Linked DNA regions of Mus musculus: region 2 is linked to region 1. A link is a contact called in public Hi-C data. All regions are on one chromosome and are shown on one strand. Each heading gives the region's core, a stretch centred on a gene start, on an enhancer-like site or on the middle of the called end of the contact. The rest is flanking DNA. Distances are from core to core; before and after follow the strand shown.

Region 1 (7,449 bases), core at 1,277-3,776:
CTCCCATACCTCCATGATACCATCTGACTACTCAATAGCCCTGCTTAAGGCAAACATTCTGCTCCCGAGCCTGGAGCAGGAGGTACATCAGCATCTGCTGTGTGGGAACTTCCGGCTGTGAAGAAACTTAGGGATCCTTTGAAGATGTAAATCGAATGCAAAGGTTTTCAAAGATAGCATAATGCATGTGCTGGTAAAGTATACATGCCAGAATCTGGAGGGTAATTCAGAAGATTTTATAGCTTGAGAAGATAATTATATGGTGGGATGAAAAAGAAATGAGTTGTGATTCTATAGCTGCCTTGAGTGAGACACTGGAAGGATCCAGACCTGTCACCTCATCTGTGCAGTCACCCACTTGCACAGATTAGATGACCCCTACCTCCCTTCTCCGAGGTAGGAGTGCCCATATTGCCATCACACTGACAGTTCAGAAACATTAAATGGAATTGGTTTCAAGCTCTGTTTTACAAATGAGGGGACAGACTCGTCTGAGTTGGAATGTCGAGTCCCAGGAAGTGCAGCCCACAAGGACTCCACACATGATGAATATTTCATTCTGATAGGATTCTAAGCTTTTGACTTCTTCATTTCTTCCTTTTTCATATTAGCCAAACCTCTCCGGTAATGTTTACATTACTTAATAGAATGCAAATAATGAGATTTCTTTTTTTTAGAAGTCTGTGTTTTAATCATATGCTTACAGGTTAATCAGCTGTTTCTCTGTGAAATGATAACTGCCTTCGTGGCTTTTCTCTCCCTTTTTTTGAGAATTAGATGAAGTCATCTATTCATACACCCAGTGTACTGACACGCAGTAATGAAAGAATTTGCAACGGACGCCTCCTTGGCAATCCATGTCACTTTCTCAAGCTCCTCTAAGCTTGAGAAAGTGTCCTAGACTGGATACCCGGTGGGTAGTGTGTGAGTGAGTGTTTGTGTGTGGGTGAGTCTGGCTGCCACTGTATAATTTTGTCTAGGCTGGTATCTGCTACCTCCACATTACATAGATATGAGATATGTGATAGCCAGGCGGTGGTATTTAGCTACAAGTCAGACCTGTTATTATATGGCCACCATGCTCAATAACTGGTGATTTGCACAAGCAGAGTTAAAAAACGTACGTTAACAAAGGAAAACTTCAAATCCAGATCTCTAAACCTGAGGTTCATGGGTGAGCTAAAAACCATGTGACATTTTGAAACATGACTTCCCAGCCTTGGCCCTACTCACACTTCAAGCTAGATGATTCTGGGTGTGCCCTGTGTAGTTACAGAGCAGACTCCTGGCTTTATGGACTGGCTGCCAGTAGGGCCTTCCCAGTCTATGGGTCATGCTTACCCCAAATATCTCCAGACTCTGCCAAATGTCTCCCAGGAACTATTCTTTCCTCTTCTCAAGACTATTGTGATAAACTTAATGTGTATTACATCGCTTTCCTGGGAGGCTCATTACCTGTATCCTATTCCTACAAAGGAAAGGCTTGGAATCAATCACTTAAAACCTTTCAAACAATCCTGAAACAACCTGTCTCCAGCTGATGCCGCCCAATTCAATGGTGCACTCGAAATTTTATTATGAAATATATTCCTACCCAGTTATTACTTCCAGCTGCTTTGAAAAAGGCACATCACAAAAACTGCATCTAGGCAAGTATGTACTTCAAAAGTTGCTGGTCCCAGATGGCAGCTTCCTAAAATAACTGTCCTCTGTGGAGACTCCAGAGGTCAGTCAGTCACCCACAGAATACGGCTCTGGCTTCCGAAGGGTTAAAAAGGCTGATGGCAAGTCAGAACTGGGCAGGGCCTGAGAAGAAATCAAAAGGAGCAGATTTCAGAAAGGAAATTCAAAGGTTGTGTAGATAGATGTTAAAGCTGATCATGGGTTGGGGAGTGGAGTGGGTAAGAGGCAGGGAAGGGGACGGGAGGAGAAAGGAGGGTAGCAGAAAGAGGAGAGAGGGTGAGAGGGGAGGTAAGGGAGTGGGGGGAAACCCAGGAAAGAGGAAGAGGAAAAAGAGGAAGAGAAATGTCTTGAAAGAAGTTCCCAAAGGTTTGCAGCTGTTGGGAGAGGCTGGCAGGGGAGTAGCCTGCCTTCTTTCTTTCTGGCTTTGCCCCCACGGAATCCAGCAGCCTCGCATGGCGTGCCCAGCCTTCTCTTTCCTATGTCCACACCCGTCATGCTCTCTGCCCTCCAAAGTGACCACTTCTCAAGAGCCCCTTAAAGCTCATAGACATCGCTCTCCCCATCTCTGAGGCTACTTCCCATCCTGGTCCTCATAAAGGCCGCGCGAACACTGCAGCCCCAGACCCCAGGGTTTGACCCAGAAAAGCAAACAGGGGTCGGGTGTGGCCTCGGCGCCCCCGGGGAGCTGCGGGGAAGGCGAGCAACTTTCTCCCTGGATTCTCAGTCTGTCTGCCGCCCCCACTCTCGCGCGTCCAGGACTGCGCGGCGGGGCCGAGGGGAGGGGACAGCGGCAAAGGGAGGGCGGGGAAGAGGCGGCGCGTGCCTCGCCTGCCAAAGCTGGAGCCGGCATCCACCGTGTTCCCGGGCCGCACGGCCGCAGCCGGCGGGCTCTCCGGGTGGGTCCCCCTGACCCTCCACCCCAGCTCTCCAGACTCGCCTCGATCTCCGTCGGGATAGTGGCAAAGGCAAGAAAGACAGTCTTCTTTGGTGCCGCGCTGTCCCCGCCAGGGAAAGACAGCAAGTTGTGCTGCGCCCGGGACTCGCGAGGGACCGCGGCCGCCGCCCGACCGGGTAAGTAGCGCGCCCCGGGGCCCCGTGCCCGGGTCCCTCCTGTCTTTCCGAGTGGCATAGTTCAGCTGAGGTCCTGTCGGCCTCCGGGGGGTGCTGCCTTCCTTTCCATCCTTATCCGTCCCTTTCTCAGAGCCGGCTGCAAGAACTTCCCCGTGCCGCTTTGCATCCAGAGATCATTGTGTGTGTTCCTGTGTGCTCCAGGGTGCGGTGCGTGCGTCTAGCAGTTTTGGGGGAGGATGGTGGGTTTAAGTTCATCTGGACTAGGGTAACTCACTCCAGCTGAGAAAGAGGTCCCTTTCTTCCCACTCCCCACCTTTAATGGTAACCCCCAGACCAACTCAACTTCAGCCTCTGCTCACAGCTGACACGATTTTAAAAACCGTAGCCAGAGGGAGCTCCCCTTTGGGTAGAATCCAGAACAGAGGGCGAGCAAAGTGTAGGAGACTGGAGTTTGGAAGCAGTTTGCAGATGGAACCCGACGGGGTGGGGGTGTTCTTCTGTGTTCTTTGTGGAGAGTGTAGCCAGGTGTGCAAGCCAGCCCACCTCATCGAACCCTTTTGAATAGCTGACTTGACATTAGGTATTGGAAAAGAGTGAGTGCTTGGTCTGAAATGGCCAGCAGGTGAAAGCACTGAAGCCAAGGAGTCAAAATAGGAGGCGTGAACACATTTGCCCCGGAAAATTAAGACAGAAGGCGTTTTTAGTGTTATCGAGTACTGGGGGTGTGTAACTATATATCACCCGATATATACACCCGAGTGGTGAATACTGTTAGTTAAATTTACAGTAACTGGGGGTGTGTAACTATATATCCAATGTATACACCTGAGTGGTGAATACTGTTAGTTAAATTTACAGTACTTCTGTAATTGTATGAAGTTCCCACTATCATGTTGCTTGGTTGGCACACTCATCAAGTGATGCCGAGGAGTGGCTAGAAACTAAGTGTGAACTTGCAAGCCAAATAAACAAACTACTGTATGGTCCATTTTATTTTAATATCCGGAATTATGTCTCCTGCTAGTAAAAAATGCTACATTGCTTTTAATGTGAGTATGTGAAATGAATTCACTGGCTTGGCAAATAGAAGCCATTCGTTTCTTTAAGTAAATAGCTGTCAGAGTTAATTTGGGAGCATTTTTACAGGAGATAAAGACGTGGAAAAGCTTTGAGCTAGTTTGGCAAAACTTGTATAGAGATGCGTATGGAGAGAATTAGTTCTTCCCACTTTTGAAGCGTTGAAGGAAGTTTGAAGTTTCCTAAATGAAAACCGTGGAGCTTCTTGAGACGTGTAAATATGCTAGACATACTTAGCTTTCCTTGTTTCCTATTCCATTTTACCAGGGGCCACCAGCCATCTTCACTCCAAAGTATGAGAAGCTGATCGCGGTAATACTGAAACTCTGTTACGGCAAGTAGCTACATACGCCTTGAAGAGCGGTGGACTACCTGGGAGTTTCTTGTGACTACACGCCTTCCTTCACACCTTTAGTGCAATCACAGCGGACCCTCATTGCACTGCCTGTTGGAAGATGGCGTCCAGCCTGACTTGTACTGGGGTGATCTGGGCTTTGCTTTCCTTCCTTTCCGCTGCCACCTCCTGTGTGGGGTTCTTCATGCCATACTGGCTCTGGGGGTCTCAGCTAGGCAAGCCTGTATCCTTTGGCACTTTCCGGAGGTGCTCCTATCCTGTTCACGATGAGAGTCGGCAGATGATGGTGATGGTGGAGGAGTGTGGGCGCTATGCCTCCTTCCAGGGCATCCCCAGCACCGAGTGGAGGATCTGTACCATAGTGACAGGCCTTGGCTGCGGCCTGTTGCTCCTGGTGGCTCTCACTGCCCTGATGGGTTGCTGCGTGTCGGAACTCATCTCCAGGACTGTAGGAAGAGTGGCTGGGGGAATCCAGTTCCTGGGGGGTAAGTGACTTTGCCAAACTTGAATTGTTTCCATAGAATCTCAAAGCAGTATAGAAAATTATGTTTCATTTGTCTTCTGATGCTTGGTTGTAATTGGCATTTGGAGTACAAGAAAAAATAGATCTGAAGTGGCCATGGTAAGAGATCCAGCAAAGTCCAAGATTTTTGCCAGAATTCTTTTTACAGTGTCAGGGTTCTTCATGCCTGTTCATCCTTAAATATATGCATCCGTGGCCTGCTGGGTACAACCTATGAGACACAAACATGTATGGGCTGTGTGTAACATATGTGCTAGGGAGATAGTTGGTATTTCATAGCATCTTTTTGTCCAACAGTAGACCCATGGATTGTTTTTGCCTTGCTAAACACTTGAGGTCTTTAGAGGCAAAGACTTCATAGAAAAATGCAAAAGGTGTCCGATTCAATACTGTGATCATGATGAAACCCCCGTAAGACTCTCAGTGGATATAACACTGACCTTTGTTTAATTTTATAATACTTTTCGAAGTAAGTTTCAGATGCCCAATTTCATCTTGGCAAGTATATTTTTTCACTATGTTACAAATACAGTTCTAGGCTGATTACAGTATGAGATCTTAACTTCTTTGGTAACTTTTTCTGTGAGGGGAAAGAAAAGAATACAGTGTTTAAAGAATGGTGTGTGCTGTCCCAAACGCGCTGGATAGTCTCAGTAACACCAGACGAGGTCTGACTTTCACTTGGCGCGCTTCCAGCCAGTATTGCTTCAATATCTCTGGTCATATGGTTCTAATTGCACTTTATATGTTTTCCACTGGGCCTTTTCACCTCCATCCCTCAACCTGACTGGCTGAACTTGTCTGATTTGCAATATGGCCTGGTGAAATATGACAGCCTGCATAGATGGGACAGACGGAAGGGAAACAGGAAGCCGGGAAAACCTGAGAAAGTGTGTGTGGAACTTCATAACAAAGGAAAAGTGTATTATTCTTCCACTCGATAGTTTTCTTACAGTCTTTTCTGAAGACTCCAGAAGAAAAGGCCCTTAAAATGGCCATGTTTGAGGCATCCAATACAGATTAGAGAACCCCTTATTTCAGATTATTTATCGTACAGCTTTGTAAGTCAGCGTGCTGAGAATGGGTAGAGCAAAGCCACTTTGTGCTTCCCGGCAAGACTTAGATTTATGTGCACGCCTTTGTGTTCTTATCTGGAATTAGCTTCACTGGGGTTTCCCATCTTACACTGTGCCGGGGCTGGGGGTGCTATGGGGGCTGTCAGTCGCTCCTGCCTGTTTTCCTATTCCTTTATTGACTTTAATAGACATGTTTCTACAGAAATGTAGTAAAACTCTTAGGAAACAAGGAGGTTGTCATTGAAGAGTGTAACTGTAAACACAGTGTTTGAAAACCTGTTGTCGCAGATTTTCAGAGCAGGGCTAACGCTAGGGCGAGTGAGAGGAATCTTTTTCTTTAGGAATAAACGGAGCTTGCTGGTGTTTTACTTGGCACAGGAAAAACGCTTAGGCAGTTCCAGTCTCTCCTCTTATGGTAAATATTACTTTCCATTTTTTTTTCATTTTAGAGCAGAGACTGCTATTATTTCTGGCAGAATAGGAAAATGCTTACAAAGAGAAATCAGCTTTTATTGATTACCTTTAAACGTGTAATGAAGGAAGGCCACAAGAAGTGAATCTGAGGCCCAGGAGACTTCTTCTTCTCTCTCTTAGCTGGGTATGGATTTTTTTGAATTATGTGGAGCTAACTCTTCATTCTATAGAATACCCAAGGGGATAGACATTATATATATATATATATATATATATATATAAAATTTTATATACACATATATAAAATAACCATGCTTTGCTTTGTATATATGTTTTATGATCTCGTGTATAGATTTATTTTTGAATTATATGGAGCTAACTCTTCATTCTATAGAATACACTTGAGACACACAAATGCATATATATTAGATAATCATACTTTGCTCTTCCCTCCTCCTTCCCTCCCTACGTCCCTCCACTCCCCACCCTCTGTCCCTCCATCCCTCCTTTCTGTCTTCTGTTTTCTTCTGGTGTGAGCTTGTGTTTCTGTGTAGCTTGTGTACATATGTAGGTGCCTGCAAGGGCCAGAGATGGAATCCAGTATCCTGCTCCTTCATTCTCCACCTTATTCCCTTGAGACAGAGTCTCTCACAGGATCTGGAATTCGACCAGCAGCCTGAAAGCCTAACAATGCTGCTGGGTTGGTACAAGAAAGCCCGACTTTTTGCATGTGTCAGGACTTGAACCCAGGTCTTTATACTCACGCAGTGGGCGTTCTTACCCATCTCAACAGCCTCCAATAGTTGGCATTGCCTTATTTCCTATACATGTTTCTTAGGTCAGGCAAAAATCTTGTAGTAAAAACCTAAGAGAGTTATTAAAAAAACACCTACCTCTTAAATAGATGTACCTGTTACCACAGAAAATTGTGTATTTAGAGTTAAAAAGTGACATGAAGTATGGAGAGAGTTTGAAAATCGGTCACTAACCATCAACAGCCAATAGGAGAAAAGATGACAGGACAAAATGCCTTCAGAAGGTTCCCCCCCCCCCTCTGGTTGTTCACTACATAATTGTTTCTTATTTTTAAATTCTCAAAACTTATGTGGTTAGTGGGTTTATTTGATTCTTCATAAAGTGAGTGAGTGTTTTTAAAGACCAGGAGATGGCAAATCAAGGAGTTCTGAAAGTCTTGAGATTAGCGTCAGAATGGAAGAGCATTTAGGAGACTCTGCCGGGAGAGAGACAGA
Region 2 (7,449 bases), core at 3,317-5,816, 110 kb after region 1:
AGGAAATGCCAGTCATCCTCATCACCACCACCACCATCATCACTGCCACCACATCAACCACCATCATCATAATGGCTATCATTTTAACAATAAGTTAATTCTGATCACCAGCCCAGGTGTTGAATGTAAATGCTATGAACCATCAGAGTCAAATCCTTTCATCGCAATTTCTAGATTGTAAGAATTGAATTCATTCATAGTTTCTTTTATTTCCATTTTGGTTCCTTCTCCTAAAAATGTCCTCCTTTTCATAGCTACGCCCAAGTTGGCTAGTTCTTGTTTATGCTGTAGTAGAAGGAAGGAATGTGTAAGCATTTGACATTTCAAGGTTCTTTATAGAAAAGGCACCAAGGAAACTCCCTTAATCTGTTTTCTATTCTAATCTTGCATTTATCTGAAATCTAGTAAGCAGCAAAATGAGTTTTTTTTTTTTTTTCTTTTAATCTTCTTCCTATTTCACCCTACTGACCTGCGGTGTCAGCGGCGAGCTGGGCAATGACTGCGGGTTGGCTGTGAGATGGGAAAAGGAGAGATTCCTGTTGCATCCTTTCAGAACTAACTATAGAATACCTTAAAAAAAATGCCTGAACCTTATTCGCTGAATCTGACTTACAAATGAACTTTCTGGAAGGTATTAAAAATCCCCAGAGGCATTGTTGGAGAATAGTGATGTTGATGCTGAAGATTGTGGGATGCACCTAAAATGTCCCCGTCTGCGTTTTGTATGCGACATAATCTTTCTCGATGATTTATCATCCTTCGTATTTTGCTTAATCTGATATCAAACGTGGTTTGTATTCCTGTAGCGCTCACTGACAAATGAGAGGAGGGTGAGCCCAGAACACACACACACAAGGGATGAGCACATTTCGGGAATAGGAAATGGGCCATGAGGAAGGCCAGAGATTTCTAAATGGATAACTGTGCCTCGTCTGCAGACGAGAGAGGCCGCGGTTGGTCATCTGTTTGCCACTGTAAATATCAGTAAGTCCCTCTGGCTAAACAAGGGAAGGGAGAATGTCCATCAGTCATTGTGAAGGTAATGGCAGTGGAAGGCAGTCAGATGTGTGACTCCCTCCAGGAGGGGCTGTGAGAGACCCTCTACACATAATGAAAGACAACCCTGCTAGTTGTGAATGTTGATTAGGTCCAGCCTGAAAAAAACCCAGGATTTAAAACTCCCACAATTGAATCTAATCTCCTGATTGAATTCTTATTTCTCTTAAAGGAAGTCTGCATTGATAAAATAGGGACTCCAAAGGAAACATACATCATCGTGTGTGTGACGGGAGAGGGAACAGGGGTAGGGGGGCAGGAGGGGTCTTTGTTGTCTATCCATACTTGATTTCTGTGGTAGCATCAATACTGCTTAGAAATGGGGATTCAACGAAGAAATTATTTTTCTGACCAGACAGATTTCCTCTGACTAAATTTTCTAACAATTTAAGCAAAACAAGAGACACCTGATAGAAATTGTAGTTTATAACAAGTATGTAAGAGTTGAAGCCTGTGTGTCCGTGGTGGAACCACACTGTGTTCACCACTAAGAGGGGAGCACTCCCTGGGTCCACACAAAGAATGTGTGAATTAGGCACTGAGAGTCCCTGCTGGCTGTCCAAGTGCTTAGGAGGCAACATATGAACCTGCGGCTTAAGGAGGCTTGGATTGGCAAAAAGAAAGAGGCTTGTGGGCATAAAGCCATATCTCAGATGGAATTCTATAATTAATAAGTATAGAGAAATAGCATCCTAGAAAAACCAATTTTTGTATTGGTCTTCCTCCTAATGGATGTTTTTAGATTAAAAAAAAAACCAACAAAATAACAACAACAACAACAACAACAACAACAAAAAAAACAAAAAACCCTAATCATTTAACTAAAAATGTCAGTGATATTTCTTGTGACCCAGTCAGTAATCTGAAAGGTAAGGATTAAGCTATCTTAAACACCTGAAATCTGCCAGAGGGAAAGCTAGACGCAGTCCGTCTTGTGTCTCTCCCTTCCTAATGCAAGATCCGAGGATGTGCTGGGTGAATATTTTGGCCCATTCCCAGATCTTGGTCAATAGCTATTTACATTGGTGTCTCTATCTTCTTTCTCTGCTCATCGATTTTTGATGCTTCTATAAACTCTTAAATTGGGTCCACTTGGATTCCAAAACCAGGGAGGAAAACTGCATCAGTTTCCATCTTTAAAAAAATAAAAATAAAGGAAATGGAATCTATACCACGACTTTACCATGATATCATCAAACGCTATTGTCTGGGGAAGAATTGGATGATGTGTTTAAAAAAAAAAAAGTAACCAGGAAGACAGGGCTTTGGACTCTCTCTCTCTCTTTCTCTCTCTCTCTCTCTCTCTCTCTCTCTCTCTGTGTGTGTGTGTGTGTGTGTGTGTGTGTGTGTGTGTGTGTGTGTATGTGTGTGTGAAACGTTTTAATGTTAGACTGGAGTTAGGGACACAGAAAGGCTTCGTTTTCTGGTTGAGCTGCAAAGTCACAGTAACTGGAGCAGTGTCTCAGTTCTTTGCATCAAACACAATTCCCTAAGGGAAAACCAGGCAAGCAAGGATGCTCACTGAGGGCTTAAGAACTGAGACATGGCAGAGATTAGGCCACAGAAATCCTTCCACCTTTTAGTGGATGTTCAAATAAGTCTCTTGGGTAACATAACTATTTTTCAGATTTAAGTGTCATTCAGTAAACTCTGTTCATTTTTAAAATATGAATACATGTTCATAATATGAACATTTGAAAACAAAAGTTATAACTATAAAATAAAATGCAGTAATAATTCAAGATATGGGATTACTCCATATAATGCATACATATAAAAATCTGTCATCTATCTGCCTATTATATATTAATATGCACATAGAAATATCTATTGGGTCTCCATTACATATATGAACTGTCTCATGTAACTTTAGAGCTGAGAAGTCTCACGGGACCTTATGTGCAAGTTGGAGACCTAAGAAGATGAGTATAGTTCTAGTAAAAGTCGACTTCTCTCAGGAGCCTGAGAACTAGGGGAGTATGAGTGTTTGCATATGCTCCGCCCAGTGGGTGGCACCATTAGAAGGTGTGGCCCTGTTGGAGTAGGTGTGGCCTTGTTGGAGTAGGCGTGTCTCTGTGGGCATGGGCTTTAAGACTCATCCTTGCTGCCTGGAAGCCAGTATTCTACTAGTAGCCTTCAGATGAAGTTGTAGAAATTCTTAGCTCCTCCTGCACCATGCCTGCCTGGATGCTGCCATGTTCCCGTCTTGATGATAATGGACTGAACCTCTGAACCTGTAAGCCAGCCCCAATTAAAAGTTGTCCATACAAGAGTTGCCTTGGTCATGGTGTCTGTTCACAGTAATAAAACCCCAACTAAGACAGGGAGCCATGGTATGAATCCAAGTTCAAGAGCAGCAACAGGCTAATGTTCCTGCTGACAGATAGAAAGCGAGAGAGTGAGTTCTGCTTTCTCTACCTGGGATTGTAGAATAGTAGCTCAAATAGGGAAGGTTTTCTTCCCTACATCTAGTGACTTAAATGATAATCTCATCTGGAAACATACACTTATAGACATGCTCAGAAAAAATGTTTAAGTACCACTTGGATCAGTCAGGTTGACATTTGTGCAATGGAGCCAGACTCACAGACACTCCTTTAGGCTAAGAACAGCATAAATTATATGTTTGGCTACAGTTGATTAATAGAAACAACAAATACTCCATTTATATGAAAGAATAGCTTTTTTTAGATGGCATAAAGCAAAAAGCACTGCTGGTACCATGCCTAGTCACAGGTGTAAGCTCAAGGTTGCTGTTTTCTGTATTAGTTTTCACCTCCAGTGCTGTGAACTTCTTTATCTGAGTCATCTGCTGCACTTTGAGACCAGGGGGAGTAAGTATAGTCAGCAATTCATTCCTCACGGCAGGCCCACATGCTGTTGTCTGTCCTGCTGCGTGGAGATGCGGGGTGGAGGGCCATGATAACATTAACTTTTCACTGGTAACTGCTCTGGCTTTGTTTGTTCGCTGACCACTGAGACGCCTTTCCTATGATGTCACTCAGCATCTCCAACAGCCGTTGCTTCGGGTTGCACAGTTGTGCTGGCATCATGGTGCCTATGGAAAATGAAGGTTGTCTTGGAAAGTCCTGTAGGTGGCTTATAGATGGTCTCTGTAGCATTCATGAGCTGTCTGATTTTATCTGGGGTCAGTCGTGCTGCCAACACAGCACCCTTTTAACTCATTCTATTCTGACATTAATGTTTACTTTCAAAACAATGCAACGGGTATTATTGTGTGATTATTCCACCAACTTAATCAAATTTATAAGGATTGAGCCTCCACTTGTCATTAAGAATTATTCGTTGGTGTCAACTTGACCTAACTAGAATCACCTGAGAAGACAGAACCTCAATTGGGGAATTGCTTCCTTAAATTGACTTGTAGACATGTATGTGGGGAATTTTCTTGATTGGTGATTAATGTGGGAGGGTCCAGCTCTCTGTGAGTCGTGCCACCTCTGGGCAAGTGGGCCTAAACCGTATAAGAAAACAGACAAGCCAGTAAGCAGCATTCCTCCTTGACCTCAGCTTCCATTCCAGCTTATGAGTTCCTGACTTGAGTCTCTACCCTGGCTTCCTTTAATGATGGACAGTTGCCAGGAAGTGTAAGATGAAACAAACCCTTTTTTCTCTTAAGTTGCTTTTGGTCAGGGTTTTATCACAGCAACGAGAACCAAATGAAGACAATACTTAGCTGAGAAACTACCACTAAATGCACAAATAAAGAAAGTGTGCTGTATGCACACCATGGGATCATGGGATACCATCCAGCCCTAGAAAGGATGAATGCCAGTCTTGTGCACCTGCAGATGACCGTGTTAAGCAACACTTGCCAGTCGCAGGAAGAGCAGATCTCATTCATATTTGGCATCTGAAAAAGCATGATTTAATTCAATGTAAGAACATAGTGGCAGGGTCAGCAAGGGCTGGGGAGAACAGAGGAGGGGAAAAGGCTGCTCTCAAACTACCAAGCTTCAGTCAGGAGTGATGGGTAATAGTGTGCAACTACACATCTGGGCAATACAGAGAATAATCTACAAAAGTTAGAAGTCAATATTTCAAGGTTTTCGCCATAAGTGACAATAGTCCAAGACTATGCATATATTTACCTTGACCTAATCATTAAAGGATTCATACCTATATCAATCCACCATATGGGGCCCTGTGATATGTACAATTTCATGGTGGTTGGTTTTCTATTTGTTTTCTGGTTGAATACTGATTGCTTGGGTTTTTTTTTAATTATTATTGTTTTTTCATTTTGTTTTGTTTTGAGATAGAATCCTGCTATTTTTCTAGGTAGTCTAGGCTGGCCTGAAAACTGTGGTCCACCTGCCCCCTGAATGCTGGGATTATAGGCATATGCCATCATGCCTGGCTCAATCTTCACGTATTTGTGAATCAGCTAAAATAAGTGTTAAGAGGTTATTAGGTACATGCAATCTCATTTCTCATTCACATTACGCCATTACATTGCTTAGGGTCATATTTAAGCTCCTGCATGTGGTAAGTAAGAAGTCATGATCAGGCCCCACTCAGACTATGGACTTTTTCACTGCAGCTTCCCATACATTCCATTCCTGTATGGCCTACTTCTCTCCCAGATGGCTTTTTCTGCCTGATATGTTACCCCCACCCTGACTACCCATCCCATCTGCTGTGTAGCTCTCTGAGCAGAATCCTGGGGCCATTTGGAAAGAGATCAGATGGAAAGCACATTGGAAGCCCAGATTTCTGGGTCACATCTGAGCTAGGGTATATATGAGTCTCTCAAAAAGCAACGTTGGGCTCTATTTTTAATAAGCTCAATGCAAAATGTAAGGAGTACTGAGCTTCAAAATGAATTCCTTCTTTGCAGGACCAGATCTACCATGGACACAAGGGAGGCTCTCATGGGCTCCGCACAATCTGTCCCATCTCTCCTTTCTATCTGCTGTTACGACATTGCACATCAGGAGAAATGCTGCTGTTTGTAGCCTGTGCCTGTCCCCACAACCCATCCACAGCCCCTTGTGAGCAGAGATGTCACCTTGCTGCCTCCTCTAGCCAATATGTATCTCAAGGCCTCATGTGAAACCGCTCAATAGGTGTTTGTTTTCAGAGCTAACTCGGCCTTTGTGTTTTGCGGTATTAAAATTAACCTAAGAATACTTTAAAAAGTCAGAATAACTTAATGGTTTGAGTCTAGGAGGGTGAGGAAGAAGGAAAGAAAGTATCGTTTTCTATATAAAAAGAGAGAGTCGCTTAAGCAACAAGAGGAAAAATGATAATACTGCATTTCAAATCATGAACTAGAAGTCAAATCCAGATATAAGAAGCTGCTACCTATTCACCATGCCAAGTTTCTTCTCCTGTAAAAAGTGACATTGAGTCAGTTCAAAGGACAATAAGAAGATAAAGACAGGTTCTCAATGAGTCTGGAAAACAACTTGTGTTGCTGTCTAAACAGACCTACAAAATAGGGAAGCTGGGTTGTTACCACAGGCCTATGGCACCTTTCTTTCTTCCTAAAGTAATAGTATATAAACGTTTTTGTATGTCATTATCACCAGAAGGTATAGAGTGTTTCTTACTGTGGCTCAAAGGAGCCATAGTCACAACATAGCTCTAAGCAAAAGCTTTAAGGTCGAATTCTCCTGATGTTCCAATTGCAGTCTTATTCAGGAGATAAAAGTGCCCACCATTGCTCCAGAATCAATGGCTGAGTGTTTGCATAGGCAACGCTCTCCAGTCTCAGTCCCGATATATTGAGGACATTTTGTGTAACTAGAAACTTACTAAATGACCATCTAGTTCTAGGATGGTCTTCCTCATGTGTCTGTTTTTCTGCAGGAGCTAACAAAAAGAAGTCGGACTTCATGTCCTCTGGAGCAATACAGGAAGAACAAAAGGAGACCCCAACATATTGATGATAATTCAGTTTTAAATTGATTTAAATAACACTCTTTCCCAAGATTCCCCACTGCACTTCTGACTGTTGATTATAAATCTGTCCCTAGGGGAGTTTGGTGTAAGTTCAGCAGCAAGCCACAAGGTTACCTGCTGATATTTACAAGACATATAAAGGCTCTTATTCAGAGCCACTGTTTAGGAATGTCCTCACTTGGGCCACTCAGCCATTTGGAATGTTCTTTTGGCAAACCACTTTCACTAGTACTGGACTAGTGTTTGGCATGCATGCATTTTAAATAACCTTTTTTTCTTTTCCTTTGCACTTTCTACCCATACCTGCAGAAAAGTTACTTCATTGTTGAATGCAGGTCTGTTGTAACAGATCCTTAAAAAACGACTGAAGCAGGGATCTTGGCAAACAAGAGTCAAGGGGCAGAGCAGACTGTGTTAGTATATCTGAAATAAATTGTCTGTGGGCTTCACAGTCTGGATCAGAAA

The links. Hi-C and Micro-C count contacts between places; a contact is called where the count stands out from the background.
Region 2: a Hi-C map of cerebellar granule neurons shows a contact between it and region 1, with 4 times the contacts expected there. The contact joins the enhancer-like site here to the promoter of Lhfp in region 1. A contact is called at or near these places in 1 of 39 promoter capture datasets (3T3-L1-derived adipocytes), 1 of 15 datasets of contacts at CTCF or cohesin (pro-B cells), 19 of 484 Hi-C or Micro-C datasets (the C2C12 cell line, the HL-1 cell line, Sertoli cells and 12 more), 8 of 115 datasets of contacts at active chromatin or transcription factors (T-cell acute lymphoblastic leukemia, cardiomyocytes, embryonic midbrain and 4 more) and 1 of 9 other capture datasets (adipose tissue).

Annotation. Positions count from the first base shown.
Region 1 is chr3:53,039,021-53,046,469 of GRCm38.p6, forward strand. It overlaps Lhfp (lipoma HMGIC fusion partner), which reads left to right and starts at 2,527. Exons shown (of 4, transcript NM_175386.3): 1 at 2,527-2,754; 2 at 4,099-4,671. The coding sequence starts at 4,287.
Region 2 is chr3:53,144,110-53,151,558 of GRCm38.p6, forward strand. All of the region lies in intron 2 of Lhfp (lipoma HMGIC fusion partner), which reads left to right. Among named protein-coding and RNA genes, the nearest start is that of C130075A20Rik, 56 kb to the left of the region's middle. Within about 2 kb of position 4,567, at least 13 of the 459 cell types and tissues checked have an H3K27ac peak or open chromatin away from gene starts, as enhancers often do. A contact at or near this core is called in the C2C12 cell line, cerebellar granule neurons, cerebellum and 1 more, where this site is marked.